Regions from separate parts of the Zea mays genome. Here region 1 is linked to region 2. A link is a contact called in public Hi-C data. All regions are on one chromosome and are shown on one strand. Each heading gives the region's core, a stretch centred on a gene start, on an enhancer-like site or on the middle of the called end of the contact. The rest is flanking DNA. Distances are from core to core; before and after follow the strand shown. Region 1 holds the start of LOC100274775. Region 2 holds the start of LOC100275714.

Region 1 (7,115 bases), core at 2,395-4,894, 290 kb before region 2:
GACAAAAAAAATAACCCGACGTGTTGGCCTGACCGATTTAATGCTAGGCCCGCCTTTTAGTCTGCTTTTCAGACCACTTTTTTGAGCTCACTAGATGGTCCAGCTCGACTTATTTATGCTCGTAGCGGATCGGGCTCGTATAAGAAAATGAGCCACCCTGTTTGGAAGGGCTGACTCGGTTTTCCAAGCGTGTCTGCCGGGCCAGACCCAAACTGGTCCAGGGCTCCAGACATCCAGTTTGTACACGTGTACTTGAGGACTGAAGAGGTAGGAACGTCGTGGTCCAACTATAAAGGAGTTATTTGAGATTGTAACAACCTCGTCGCGCGGCTTCGCCACTTTATTACTCCGCAGCCGCGCATCGCTATTTTGGTATTCTGGAGCTCACAGGCGCGCCACATTGGGACAGTTATTCCCCCGCGCTCTGTTACCTTCCATTAGGTAAGGTAAAAGTAAAAAATGTCCCTGCTGTTTACACGAGGCCGGTGAAAACCTAACTCCCCTCACTCCTCTCTTCTTCCACGGGGCTCTCCTTCTACGGCGCCGCCACTACTCTGTGCTCGCTCCTCCTCCGAGAGCACGATTCCTCCAATGGCTACTCCGGCTAGAGGGAAGAAACGACTCGTCGTCGACGTCGATCTCGAGCTCGACAGTGAGGTCGAAGTGGCTTCCGCCTTCAGCCAACTGTCTGTTTCAGTCGTTGCCAAGCGTACAGGCGACGATTGTGGCTTCGAGCACTCCACCGGCAAGGAGCGCACCACCGGCAAGCAGCGGACCACCGGCAAGGAACTCACCTGCGCGACCCCATCAAGTACCTGTTTCTGTCGTCATGGAGCAGTGATTTTTGTAGAGTACTTTATTTTTTAATCCAAACTGATGTGCAGGCGACGCAGTAGTTTTTATCCAAACTGTCTAGCGTACTGTATGTCTAAGCGCATATAGTAAAACAAATACATTTTTAAACTGTTTTTATCCAAACTGTCTAGCGACCATTAGTGCTAGAAGCAGGGGGGCGAGTGGCTTTAATTGTTAACTGTTTTCTGTCGAGCAGAGCTCACAGCCGTTTCCCTGTGTGCTGCCACCAGAAAAGTAGTCATCTACAAAGTGCTCCATTCCAACTTCTCGCAGTTGTTGCGCTATAATGACCACTAGGCCATGCTGGCACGGTTTCCCTGTGTGCTGCCATTCGAAACATGAACAATATCTCTGTTCTGCTTTGACAACGTGTCTGCTATGAATGTTGTTGTTATCATGGATCTCAGCATGATAGTAGTCACCTTTTTGTATAGATAAATGACCCAACCCCTGGTTCTAGCCTTCAACAAATTGATGACTATGGGAAGGATTGTACCACCCAATTTGTCGCCGATCCTTTTCCTTCTAAAAAAGAGATCCATAACCAAACATCTGATTTTGTCCGCAAGTTCACAAACTGGTAGGTCTTTGTAGTCTTTAATCCAGTTGTTAAATACCTCAGCAATGTTGTTGGTTATATAGTCACACTTTATAGCCGTGTTGAAACCACATCTGTACCATAAAAGAGGGTGCCACTCATCAATCCATTGCTTCACACCCGGTATATCTCTGACTTTACTGAAGTGGTGCTCGAAAATGGTGTTCCTATATGCTCTAGCTGCGGGATACATGTGCTCGGATCCACTGAAGTGCTTTACATAGTTCTGCATGAGGTGGCGGAAGCATTCTCTTTTTCAGCATTTGGAAATACATCGTTCACTGCTGATGTTAGTCCTTTGCATGCATCAGAGCAAATGGCTAAAACAGGAGGGTTGCCTATGGCCTTTCGAAGTTGTTGCATGAACCAAATCCAACTATCTTTTGTCTCTGACTCGAAGAAACCAAAAGCCACTGGAAACATCCAATTATGACCATCAACACTTGTAGCTGAGGGAAGGTGACCATTCCAACGACCATTTAGAGTTGTGGAATCCACACTTAAGTAGGGCCTGCAACCTTCACGAAAACCTTGAAGACAAGGGCCAAAACCACAAAAGAAATCTGCTGAAATATAATTTTCCATCATCAACTACTAGATCAAACTCAATCACTGAGTCTGGCATAATCTCCAAAACAACTTCTCTCCATCTAAATAGTAATTTGAAGCTGTCCTCCCATGTTCCATACAACTCTCTAAGGGCCTTCTCTTTACCTTTCCACACTGTATCATACGAAATTGTGCAATTGTGCTGCTCTTGCAAGGTATTTTGCAATTCTTTAGCTCCCATATGTGGTTTCTTCGTTAGGAATGACAGTGCTAGGGAAGCAACCCATGAGCTGGTGGGTGTTGTTGTTTTTCGACGACCACTAGAAGTGCATGTGTGCTTATCCACGATAACTGTAACCTGCAAACAATATAAAATTCATTGTGAGCTTCCCTAATTTCATTCAGGATCGAAAGTATAAACAATGTGTGATACAACATTACTCACAACGACTGTGGGAGACCCGATATTTTGTAGCCTTGCATTGATTCTCCATGGACAATCACCTCCTTTGCAATAAGCTCGATATCTGAAAGGTGAGCTTGACTCAATCCCTAACTCAAACTCATTATTAATCGCATATTGCCTGATAGCCAGTCTAAATTCTTTCATATCCTTGTACAAACTCCCAATCTTCATTATTGGATTAGATCTGTTGCACTCAAATACTCTTTCTTGTGGTATGCAATCAGTGCAGGGCAATTCAGCAGTTTCATCATTAAATTCATTGCTTTGGCGGACAGTCTCTTGTCTTTCAGTAGTTTCACGTTCATCTTCAGCTAACAAACCTAACCGATCATACATCACTAACTCAGAGGCAGTCTCTTGTTCTCCTTCTTCCTCCCATCTATCATCAATTTGTATTGCCCCCAATCAATTTCTAAAACCTGCAAACATCCAATTAAGACAGCTATGAAGTACTCGGCACAGATGCATCAAAAAATAAACTGCTAGACAATATAATGCTGGATATTTTAATCAAACCTCCATTCTATGTTCATCCCCTAACAGAAAATCTTGGGGATCAGACAAATCCGAGCTCCTAACAGGTAGATCCACTCTTTCCACAGTAGAAACCATGGGGAGGCAAGGGGGTGGCACGGGCAGCTGCCTGGTGGCAGGGGTGGCGCGGCCCTCTGGCTGGTGGCAGGCGGTGTCGTGGCCATCTGGCTGCTGGCAGGGGGTGGTGCGGCCATCTGGCTGGAGCTGCTGGCAGGGGGTGGCGCGGACGACTGCTGGGAGATGGTAGAGCTCGCGGTTGGAAGCAGGCGGCGTCGCGGGCATATGGTGGTAGCCGGCTGCCCGACCACCTGGTAGCGAGGCCCATGGTGGCACACGGCGGCGTGAGTTCTGTTTTCTGGTGGCAGGAAGAACACCCGAGCGCAAGAACACCATGGGGGTAGATTAGTCCGAAGAATTGAAAAACAGACGTTAACAGAGCGCGGAGAATAACTGTCCCAATCTGGCGCGGTTGTGAGCTCCAGAATACCAAAATGACGATGCGCGACTGTGAGCTCCAGAATACCAAAATGGCAATGCGCGGCTGCGGAGTAATAATATGGCGAAGCCGCGCGACGAGATTGTTACAATCTCAAATAACTCACTATAAAGCCGGCGGCACCACCCGGCGTCATCCCCATTGCAGTTTCAGGATTCCTGGCACCTCGTCCGCTCCGAGTCCGCGACTCTTTCACTGAGATACATACACCCCGACTCGCTAGCGAGCAGGCAGGCAGAATGGAGCGCCACGCCGAGAAGCCGCTCCTCGTGCTGCCCTCCTGCCTCCTCCTCCTCCTTGTCCTCCTCCTCGCCCCGCTTGTCTCCGCCGTCCCCACGCCAAGTGAGCCTCGGCCATCATGGCCTCCGCTGTCCCACCCCCGGTGTTTCCTCTCTCGGTCTCGGCTGCTGATTTTGCCTGTGCGATCGCAGGAAGCCTGCGCCTGGGGAGCCACCAGCAGCACCCGCCGGCTCTGAAGCTCAGTTCCTCTCAGGTACTGGCAATTGGCTGTTTCCGTCAGGTCTCCCGCCTGCTGCCGTGTTTCTCCCTCTTGATTTCGCACAACTGTTAGCGATGGTGGATGGATCCATATGCTTGTCATCTACTAGCTGCTGCTGTAGTCCTGATGACAGACGACTTTTGCCTTGGGACACACAAACAGGAGACGACGGCGATCGCGGCGGCGATGATGAACACGGGCAGGCCGACGGCGAGGATGGACGTGGAGGTGAACGACTACCAGCCGTCGGGCCCCAACAACCGCCACGACCCACCCAAGGGTCCTGGAAGAACTTGAACGGGGCTCAGCTGGACGACGTACGCGCGCCCCCAATAATCCTTCTCCTTCGTCGTCGTCGTCTTCACCGGTAGTACAGAGTGCGTTGCTTGTGCTAGCTCATGTGTATATATATACCGGCCGCGCGTGTGTATGGCCGTGTGCAAGCACATCGGTGGGTCGTTAAGTTGTGTTGGTTGCTGTTCGTCAGAAAGAACTGCACTGCATGCAGATCGATTTCGTACCCCGCTGCAGGTGCCGGTACAGTATCTATCAGCAAAAGCAGCATCATTGCTCCCTCGACCGCCTCACAGGTCACAGACGGGTTACAAGCTCTCATTCATCTTTTGTTTTCGTCACGGCCGCCGCCGCCGCCCGTGACACACTGACACGCAACTGCGCAAGCGTCGCGTTCGCCGCTGCTACGGCGGCAGATGAGAGGCGACGAGGCATCAGCGACGACGTCGAGCCAGCTGCGCGTTATCCCGCGAACTCTCCGTGACCGGTGGTGACTCGCGACCGACCTGCTCTTCTCTTCACCGGAGACCCGACCACCGCCCGCACGTCGTGGCCGCCGCTCTGTTCCACTCGTGTTCCCCCGGCCCCCGCCGTGATGTGAGGGGAGGGAGGTGGCGAGATGCGGCTCTGACTTGGGAGGGAGAGCGACGCCTCGCGCCCTCGTGTGTCGTTTCCTTTCCTCCCGCGTCCTGTCCGATCGCTGGGACCCACCGCGCACCGCCCTGTGGGCCGGCGGCCGGAAAAAAGGAGGGACTGGTGACGGAGCCACAGGAGCTTTGACACGACGACAGCAGCGCTCCTGGTTTTGACCTGGGGCTCTAGAGCGCCCGTGAGGCCGGCCGTGATCGCCAACTCTACTGTACACGAGATGCGCCGGCCCACCACGCGTGGCTGGTCCTGGTCGAGAGCGGCGGGAGGCGAAAACGACGCGCTGACCCTTCTTCCAACCTTGGAGATAACAAGCGGAGATTCGATGGGATCCTATGCTAGAGAGTACCCTTCCGTGAAAAATTATAAAGCGTTTGTTTCTTTTGATTTTATTATATATCAAGATATATACTGTATTTACCTAGATAATAAAAATAATATATTTTTTAAACCTAAACTGTACAGATAGAAAAAAATAGCGAGAATGGTACAAAATGAACTATAGGGACTGACTAAATTATCCATAGACTACTGTCGGTCACAAAACAAACTACTAACGACAGACAAAATTAGCCCTCAGAAAAACTGTTTTGTTGCTATAGTGAAACAAATGTTATGCCCTAATGGTGATTCTAGCAAATGTGGGTAAATAACTTCTACGGCTACAATGACTAATATCTCATCCATCATAATTCGTGCTACAACGACAAAAGGAAAAGCAGATCCAATCTACATATCGTCTATATACAAATCACCCATATACAAAATTGCACATGACCTAGCCCCCTACAACTATAGGGACATGTGTATGTTACACGCTACCATATCTACTATATACAATCAAGATAACATGCGAATAGAGGATTATGCATCATCAACACTAGACATGCAACACAACATAAAGTAGAACATATCGATGCGTTGGAAGTAATTGAATGTCCTTGTCCACCATCAACAAGTTTACACATGCTCCTTAATTTCTTTGCCGATCAACACACCATAACAACATCAGCGTCTCCCCGATATCCACATGTACGCACAGTTAGAGATACGATGGCAACTTGTGCACCCGCATATGCAGGGAGAGAGACGGTAGAGGCGGCTAAAACGATCCTCTCAAGCATACCAGCCTCTTCATATACTGTACATGGACACCTTGCGGTTTGTTTGGTTATTTTCAATCCATATGGATTAGAGGAGATTGATACGGATTGGAAGAGATTTTAACTTACTTAGAATTGAAACCCTCTTAATCCCCTCGATTTATATGGATTGATCTATATGGATTGAGGTAGCTAGAACCGAACATGCCGGCTTAAATTCTAATGGCTCGTAATGCTGACGATTCGTCGACACCGCCGCACGTCCGCCCGTCGCGCCGGCGCGCCGCAGCAATGGACGACCGCCGACTCGAATGGAATAATCGAATCTCTCGTTCGCTGCTGCACGCCCACGCAGTCACGCAGACACACAGGCCATCCGCGAGGCATTCGTGTTCGTGGTGGCCTGGTGCGTACAAGTGCATGCAAGGCTGCGCTCCGGTTATTATTATCCAATCGAAGCGGCCTAGCCGATTAATTGTTCCACTGGCCGACAGGAAAGCAGCAATAACAGCGATCATCTCCTTTCTGTGATTCTCTTATGTTCTCTCCATATGCATGGATCACGCACGCCGTCATGCTCATGCACGCAAGAAAATGTAGTACCCCACAGATTTGATTTGAGGTGATCGAGATGCCGCGACCGGCCGGATCGGATTGCATCGCATCGTAGAATAAAGGCATGCTGGATAATAACATCGTTCCAACGCGAAAAGTGGTCTTTCTGAGATGCTAATATATCCTCCCGTTTATTTTCACATATATATATATACACTCTTCGATCCGATCCGACGATGCTATAGGTAGGTCTATGATACATATGACAAGATGCTTTTGCTCGATAAGCTTGAGCGTGTACACGTCATCTTCCACTCGTACTACTATATGTGCTGTGTGCAGGCTTCTCGAGCTAGAAGTCGGCAGAGGTACGTGTCCAGCGGCATCGGTACCATGCCTTCGTTTCCAAATCAGCAGCGCCGGCGGCGCATCAGATGCTTACTAGTACTTACTGGTGGAGCCAACCACGCGCAGCGCAGCGGCGCCCCCACTGCATGCGGTGGTGTCGTGGTGAGAGA
Region 2 (7,410 bases), core at 1,774-4,273:
GAGGTGCGCTATAAAGGAGGCTAGGAGATGCCTACGTAGAAGCAACTCAGCAATCATGAGCCTTAGGTTCTATTTGGAAGCAAACCCAGTTTTGATATGCCAGTTTTGATATGCAGTATAAATTTCTGAATTTGACTCTAATGTTTTGATATGCGAGACTAGATTGTTTTCTACTGATTGGAAAAATATTTGTATCGTTTACATCCTTAGGTGCCCGTTCTGTTCCCATGATCTGAGCAGACATGAGATTGGACATAAAAATGAATATGTGATGGGTCATGAGTTTTAGTAAGCATATCTCATATAGGCACTGTTTTAGGTTGGCAAAACCCAACATAGTTGTGTCCGTTGCCATCTGTACATGGTGCCATGAGCCCATCACCACCGGTTGGTCTGAGACTGAGAATCCTAATCCAGTGCTTAGAGATACTCAAACACTACCTATTTCAGCATTTGTCCGCGCTTTTATACAGCCAAGAAAGTTTCTGTAGAGCTTCTGTGTAGAAGGTAGGAATTCAGTCGAAAGACATATCCTGAAGAGAATGAGAACGACAGTATTGGACAACCTCACCTGAGAAAAGGAACGACAAAATACATGCTTCCTCCGTTCTAAAATAGTACTCGTTTCAGCTCTTAATTTTTATGTTTATATTCAAATTAAACTGATAAGTATCTTAGCCAAAAGGCCGAGAAAGGTATCTAGACACGTATAAAACATATACCAAATATTGTGTGAATTCAATAAATCTCTAAAACAAATTTTATTTTCGGACAGAGGGAGTACATAGTACGATCGAATAGCTAAGATAATAAATTGAACTTCGTCAACTCATAGTACGTTATACACTCTCTGATTACAAGGGTAAAGAAACGGAGAAAATATGGAAACTTGTCCCTTTTCATGCCTAAAGATTCACAGGAAAAAAACTAATTGCAGAAGCAGTAGTTTTTCATGTTTCTGCCTAGCATGATATTCGCCTATGTCACAGGCACACAGCCAAATCCTGCAGTGTGCCTATGTTACATAAAGCGATCAATGAGTCACAGATGCAGCCTTTCAGGTCGTCTAAATGGGTGAGTCTTCAAATTTCTCGTGACTCGTGAGCTGCTTAAAATGATGCAGCAAAAATGCCCATTCAGGTCAGTAGGTCCTCTTGACCCTGTATCACTGCATGTCTGCCTAACCATCATGCTTCTGCCATCTTAAAGCTTTGTATCTCTCTAATTCTTTGAGCTTCATTCTCCAAAACATTCCAACCAACGCCAGAATCTATAGCAGTATGGGACTACGGGTGAGCACATAGCGCAAATAAAAAGAATTCAGGCCTCAAAAATCAACCAGTGACCTCTTAGCCATTTTTTCTAAACCTTATACCCTTATTATTTGGCTTGAAATCTTCTGGGCCTATTAACTCTGAAGCACTTGAATTCATATCCTCGGTGAGCTTTTGTGCTAGTTCAAAATGTCCAGCCTTTTTCAAGTTGCTTGTCAATGCACGGTAGACATAAACTGAAGGTTGGTGCGACTTTTTCATCTCGTGAAACATTTCCAGGGCTTCAGTAATATGGCCAGACCGTCCAAAACTATCAATTAGTGCAGTATATGTCCTCAAATCTGGAGTGATGCCTCTCTCTACCATTTCCAAAGCAAACCTTTTGCACAAATCTAGTCTACCAAGCCTTCGCATGCAGTTTATTAGTGTATTGTATGTCACAATGTCAGGAAAATGCCTAAGTTTTTCCATTAGCTTCACCTCACCAAGCATTTGGTCCACCCGTCCAGCTTTCCCTAGCATGTCCAAAACAGTGTTGAACGTGACAACATCCAAGCTGGTTTCATATTTCTTCAACTCTTCGAAAATGACCAAACTTTTATCAATGTGTCCGTATTTGGCTGTGGCAAAGATAATGCGATTCATAACTGTAGCATCTCTAGAGTGTGTGATTTCCAAAATTTCTCTTACAAATTTGAGTATCATTTCACAGTCATCCAACTTCTGGAGGGCCAATGCAACATTCATATATGAAGTTGAATCAGGAGTAAGTTCTGAAAGCAGCAGGTACCTGAATACCTTGGCAAAAAGAGTAAAGATGTTTGCTTCAGCTGTGTGTTGCAGTAACATATTAAAGGTGTGCAGGCCGACATGGATCTGCTCGTCATGCAGATGTCGAAGAACACGAACAGCATCAACAAGATTGCCAGATCTGCAGAGGTTCTCGACATAAGCAGCACATGGTGATGCATCTGAAACACCACTGCTTGCACTGGTTGAGCAGCACCGCTTAAACGCCTGAATGACCCTGTCATCGTCGGTGTTATCTGAACCACACTGTTGTAGGCAACGCACAGCCATGGGTGAATTAGTGCGTGCAGTGGGCTGTACCACGAGCAAGGCACGCATCAAATACCTCTGGATGTAAAAAATAAATGAAACTTCTGATATCATTTCACCATTTTGAGTACCGGCTACCACAATAAAAACAGCATAGGTGAAAAAAAGAAAAAGGAAATAACTTATTCAAACGTTCAACAACCGGACCAAGGATCGGATCCTGGTTGCTAAGAAAAGACACTAAGTCTACTAGATAATCCGTCACAGGAATCTTAATTCACGCTGAGCTGAAATCGCAAGGAATCAATCAACCCCTCAGCGAGGTAGTAATCTAGCCGTGCAGCGCACGTTCTAGCAAGTGCTTGGATTCAAGTGAGGCTGTACTTGATTCTCGAATTCGTGACAGGTCCGCGCTAACCAAGCACCGCGGCGGAATTTCTTTTGCTGAAATCACAAAAAATGGGTAAAGCAGATAAGGGCAGTACCGGAACGGAGAGGCGCGCGGTGGCGGCGAGCGAGCGTCGGAGGAGCGCCGCGGCCGAAGAGAGCCGCCACATCTTATCGGGGTCTCGGGGTGCGCTGTCACGCAACGCAAGTCAGGTGTTCGACGATATACCTCCAAGCATTTAGCCGTTGGTGAGGGTTGGGAGAATGCGAGCGGCGGAACGGAAAGGCCCGTCAGCCGTGCCGTGAGGTGTGCTTCGGACAGCACCTAATCTATACTACTTTTATTAAGTGCGTGTTTGCCGCCATGGCCCACCGGCCTGGCTGCGCTTCCGGGCTACAATTCTCGTGTTTGCGTCGTCTAACTTGCTCGGGAGCCTGACTGTGCATCTACAAATTTAACCTCTTAGACTGACTCCACAAAAACGAGATCAATGTCCGTTTTCCTGGGAGTCTGGCTGCTTATGGTGTAAGGTTTCCACGTTTAGTTAGTTTTAGCCTTCTAGTCCGATGATTTACTGGGTGACAAACAACAGCTCGTCTGAGCTAGGCTTATACGGTACAAGTGCACAAACAAAGTGAGTTACAGTAACCGGAACAGACTAGCCTCAGTCTGGACCAGTTGAACGGGCCGAGCCGGCCCGGCACAGGATCGCAAACACGCCCTAAATGCCTGTAACTCTGACCTCGCCCTACACGCAACACTCTCTCAGATATTGTCGTGTGTTCACTACTCAGATATAAATATTCTTATAAGTCGTAGGAGATAGTTATCTCAATTGTAAATCTTCTGTGATATGTAAACATCTGAAAAATGGTGAGATTGTTGCTGATCGGCACCCATGATTTTTTCCATTCGCATTGAAGAGTTTTCGAAATTATATCTGTGTGTCCTATGTGTTTGATCTACTTAGTGGGTCGCTGCTCCTTGTGGCAGGGTCGCTGCTATCGTCGCTCTGGTAGTCTGGTCTATTGTGACCTGCAGCAATTCTTTGTTCGGGACGCTGAGCGCCGTGGCGCTGGCCGCACTCTCCGCACTACAGGTGATCTCACCGGTAACGCGATGTCCGGCGCCGTCACGGGTGTCGCGTTCGCACACCCGGCGTGCAACAACATCGCCTTGGTTCCACTCAGGTCGATGTGGTCCAGAGGCTAGAATGGTGGAGGGGTTGCCTTCACCCTTGTCGCTGTGGTCGCCTTCCTCTTCTTGGAATTGAGGTCCTTCATCGCGGACGTCGAGTTCGAGTGTTCGACATGGATGCCACCACCAGGGAGCCAGCGAACTCGTTGCAGCTCATCACGACAGAGGCAGCCCAAAGAGGCCTGCTGAAGCTGGATAGTAGTCACGCAGCACAAAGAATACGATGCATTTTCCTTCCTACAGCGAAGAGGACGTGTTCTGCTAAGTAAACGGTAGGACAAAGTCAAGCACCCGCACCGCAGGCAGCTGAACCGTCGGGATGAGATCGAGGGGCCAGTAAAAAACGGGGCCACATGGACACTCCAGTGTGCTAGTTTTGCTCAGACTCTATCTGCGTGTTTTGTTATGTGGACGCGCTTGGCCAGATCCTTCGTATGTATTGGCTAAGCGTAGGCTTTTCTTTGTTAACCTGTATGCAGGGGGCATGGGCTGCATCCGCCCATGCAGCACAGGCTAAAAAAGGGGCTCTTGACTGCATGTGTGGGGAAGATCATATCGGGCGTACCTGGCGGCCCAGGCTCTCGTGCGCCGGGCTTAACCTCTGCACGAAACCAAACACATGGTATATATTATAGTACTAGCTGCACTCTCCAATATTCATCGACCGCATGTTTATTTTTAAATTAAAATGTGATAAATAAAAAGAACACACGGAGTAATGCGTCTAACTCCAAGTGGCTATTTAACTCGTCCTCGTCCACGTCGTCTCAAATACATCGTTTGTTCTATACATGTTGCAGACGATTCCATACTCATTGCAGGCTCTTCATTCGTGACAACACCTCCTTTACGGCGATAGGGAGGGTGACAACTTGTAAGACTAGTTTGGGAGTTCAAAAACCGAAGATGGTTGGAGGGACTAAAATTCTCTTCTTATTTAATTTTAAATAAGAAGGAAATTTTAGCCGGTTCAATCTCCTTTGATTTTTGGACTCTCAAACTAGCGAGTAGTGTATGAGGCGGCGCCCGTCACAGCCACGTGGCTGAACAGGTGCAATGGCCGGAGGCGAGCGTACGCTATCCGCCGATGCCGAGCTGCCTCCTCCCCGGCATCGTGCCACGCCCACCGTCGGCCTGTCTCCGCCGCCTCCTTCGTCGTAGCATCAGAATGGACTCCTCCAGGCCAATGGCCAACCCGTGCCTTCTACCTGTGCCTCAACCTGCTCACCGGCGACTACACGGAGGAAGTGAGGGCAGAGGAAGTTGTCGGAGGTTTCAGGCTTCGCCACTCCACACAACAGGAATACAGAGGACTTCTGGTGGCCGTTTTATTTTCGACGGCCTGATGCCAGATGGATGAACCTTAAATACTTTTTATATTATGTATTTAAAAATTGCTATTTAACGCATTTTTCAGCATATTGAACTCAGAACTCTGCCATCCGTGCAAGCGTCAGAGTAACAACGCTGACTCGGTCATTTCATGATTGTATTGTAAGCAACCAATAACCATGCACAGGCACAGCTCCTTGCCGGCCGGTCATGGTGCCACGCTACAGAAACTCGCGCGGCCTGAAAACGCGGGCTGAGTTCGTTACCAAAAATAACGGCCACGACACAACCACCGCTCCCGTCCCGCGGAACGGGAGAGCCCCGGAAAGAGCTCGTCGTCGCCCCAGGAGCCCGCTCCACCCAAGAAACGGTACGCAGAGCGCCAGGCTCCACTCTCCACCCCCGTCTGCGTGCGTGCGACCGCGCGCGACGTCTCGGTGATGGCGTACCGTCGGAAGCAGGGCATCCAGCGCTCGGCCACCTTCGTCGAGGACCACCGCCAGGCGTCGTCGGGCGGCTCCGCGTCGCCGGCCATCGCGTCCCCGCGCGCCACACGGTTCGCGGACGACAGCCGCCGCCCCGAACGCCCCTCTCCCCTGGCCTCGCCCGCCGCGCCCGGGGACCTAACGCTGCCTTCCATCGGCGAGCGCTTACCCGCCGCTCCGGCGGCGGCGGGGGCCCAAGCCCAATGCGACGTCGAGCCGAGTAGCCCGCTGCAGGTGTGCTCCATTCTCCCCTCCTCCTTGCACTCGTCCTAGGTAGGATTTCTTGTGCACCTGAACTCTGATCAAGAATTTCCCTGAACAAACCGGAAAACTCATGCCGTTTTGCATTTCCCTGAACAAAAATTGTAATAAAAAACAGAGTTGTACTGGTGGTATACGTAGACGAGCATGCAGTGATTGTTCTTTTGCAAAATAGATTAGACCCTGTCCGTGAACGATCATCTTGCATTGTATTCTTGTCCAACAATCGTAGGACCCTGTCACCCATCTCTACACATCGCCAACTTGCCTAAACGACGAGGGGCCCAAGTACGACCTCGAGCTATCCAAGAAAGAGCACACGAAGCATGGGTTCTGGGGGCTTCTGGCTCAGAAAGCCAAGGTCATGCTCGACGAGAATGGCACCCCACGCATTCAGGTAACAACTCTGAAACCAAAAGGAGAAGGAAGAGCCATCATCAGGCGCGTTGACGTGATCCTTTTGTCAGTTCTAATATCCATGGAAATTTCCAGACCTCTGAATCTCGCTGGTCCTACGATCGGGTCCGAAGCTCGGAGAGCCAGAGCCCCACGGCACGGAGAGGAACGCTGGAAGGCAGGCTAGACATCGGAGGGAAGATCAAGGACGTTCTTGAGGTGGGTTCACCGATACTTTCCACTGCTTCAGGCTCTCTGCGCGCGCACCACATCTGCTAATAAATTTTCTCGCCTGATGAATGAGATGAGATCTCGTTTCCTTGCAGAAGGAGGGCCTGGCGGTGGCCGACAACACAATGTCAGGCAACAGCCACGGCGGTGTCGTCGCTGCTGCCCGGAAGCTGCACATCAGGAGGAAGGCGTGCAGCATGGACTTCCGGGCCGCAAACCTGACCCCGGCCAGCCCCAGCATGTCGCCGATGCTGGCCGACATGGAATCGCCTCAGCTCAAGGCCTCTCGCGACGTAAGGTGCCCTCCCGTTTTGCGTGTTAGGAGGAGGATGCTAATGCCGGCCGCTGGTTCTTCTTTCTCGCCGCGGCGACGACGTTAGAAACTTAGTTAAAGCGCGAAACATTATCTGATGCCTACTATACGAATATGAAAGAAGAACTTCCACATTGGCACGTGCTCCTCGATCAGGTAGCGAACGCCATGGCCGCCAAGGTGAAGCTGCTGCAGCGGGAGCTCAAGACGTTGAAGGCCGACCTGGCCTTCTCCAAGGAGCGGTGCGCGCAGCTGGAGGAGGAGAACCGGCTGCTCCGGGATGGCAACCACGACGCCGACGAGGACCTGGTACGTGCCCGATCGACCGACCGGCCTCGCCCTGCAACCAGTGGCGAATATAATGGTGAGGTGAGGTCAAGTACGCATACCGTATGTCACTCCTGCCGTTGCTCGTGTTACTATCAGATACGGCGGCAGCTGGAGACGCTGCTCGCGGAGAAGACGCGGTTGGCG

The links. Hi-C and Micro-C count contacts between places; a contact is called where the count stands out from the background.
Region 1: a Hi-C map of ear shows a contact between it and region 2, with 1.8 times the contacts expected there. The contact joins the promoter of LOC100274775 here to the promoter of LOC100275714 in region 2. A contact is called at or near these places in 2 of 25 Hi-C or Micro-C datasets (ear and leaf).

The regions. Positions count from the first base shown.
Region 1 is chr6:166,513,241-166,520,355 of Zm-B73-REFERENCE-NAM-5.0, reverse strand. LOC100274775 reads left to right here and starts at 3,644. Exons shown (of 3, transcript NM_001149060.1): 1 at 3,644-3,840; 2 at 3,930-3,991; 3 at 4,160-4,571. The coding sequence starts at 3,738. The coding sequence ends at 4,294.
Region 2 is chr6:166,225,834-166,233,243 of Zm-B73-REFERENCE-NAM-5.0, reverse strand. It overlaps LOC100275714, which reads right to left and starts at 3,023. Exons shown (of 2, transcript NM_001149739.1): 1 at 2,819-3,023; 2 at 796-2,411. The coding sequence starts at 2,890. The coding sequence ends at 1,350. LOC103630511 reads left to right here and starts at 5,520. Exons shown (of 6, transcript XM_008651576.4): 1 at 5,520-5,969; 2 at 6,229-6,393; 3 at 6,489-6,611; 4 at 6,719-6,916; 5 at 7,093-7,245; 6 at 7,363-7,410. The coding sequence starts at 5,691.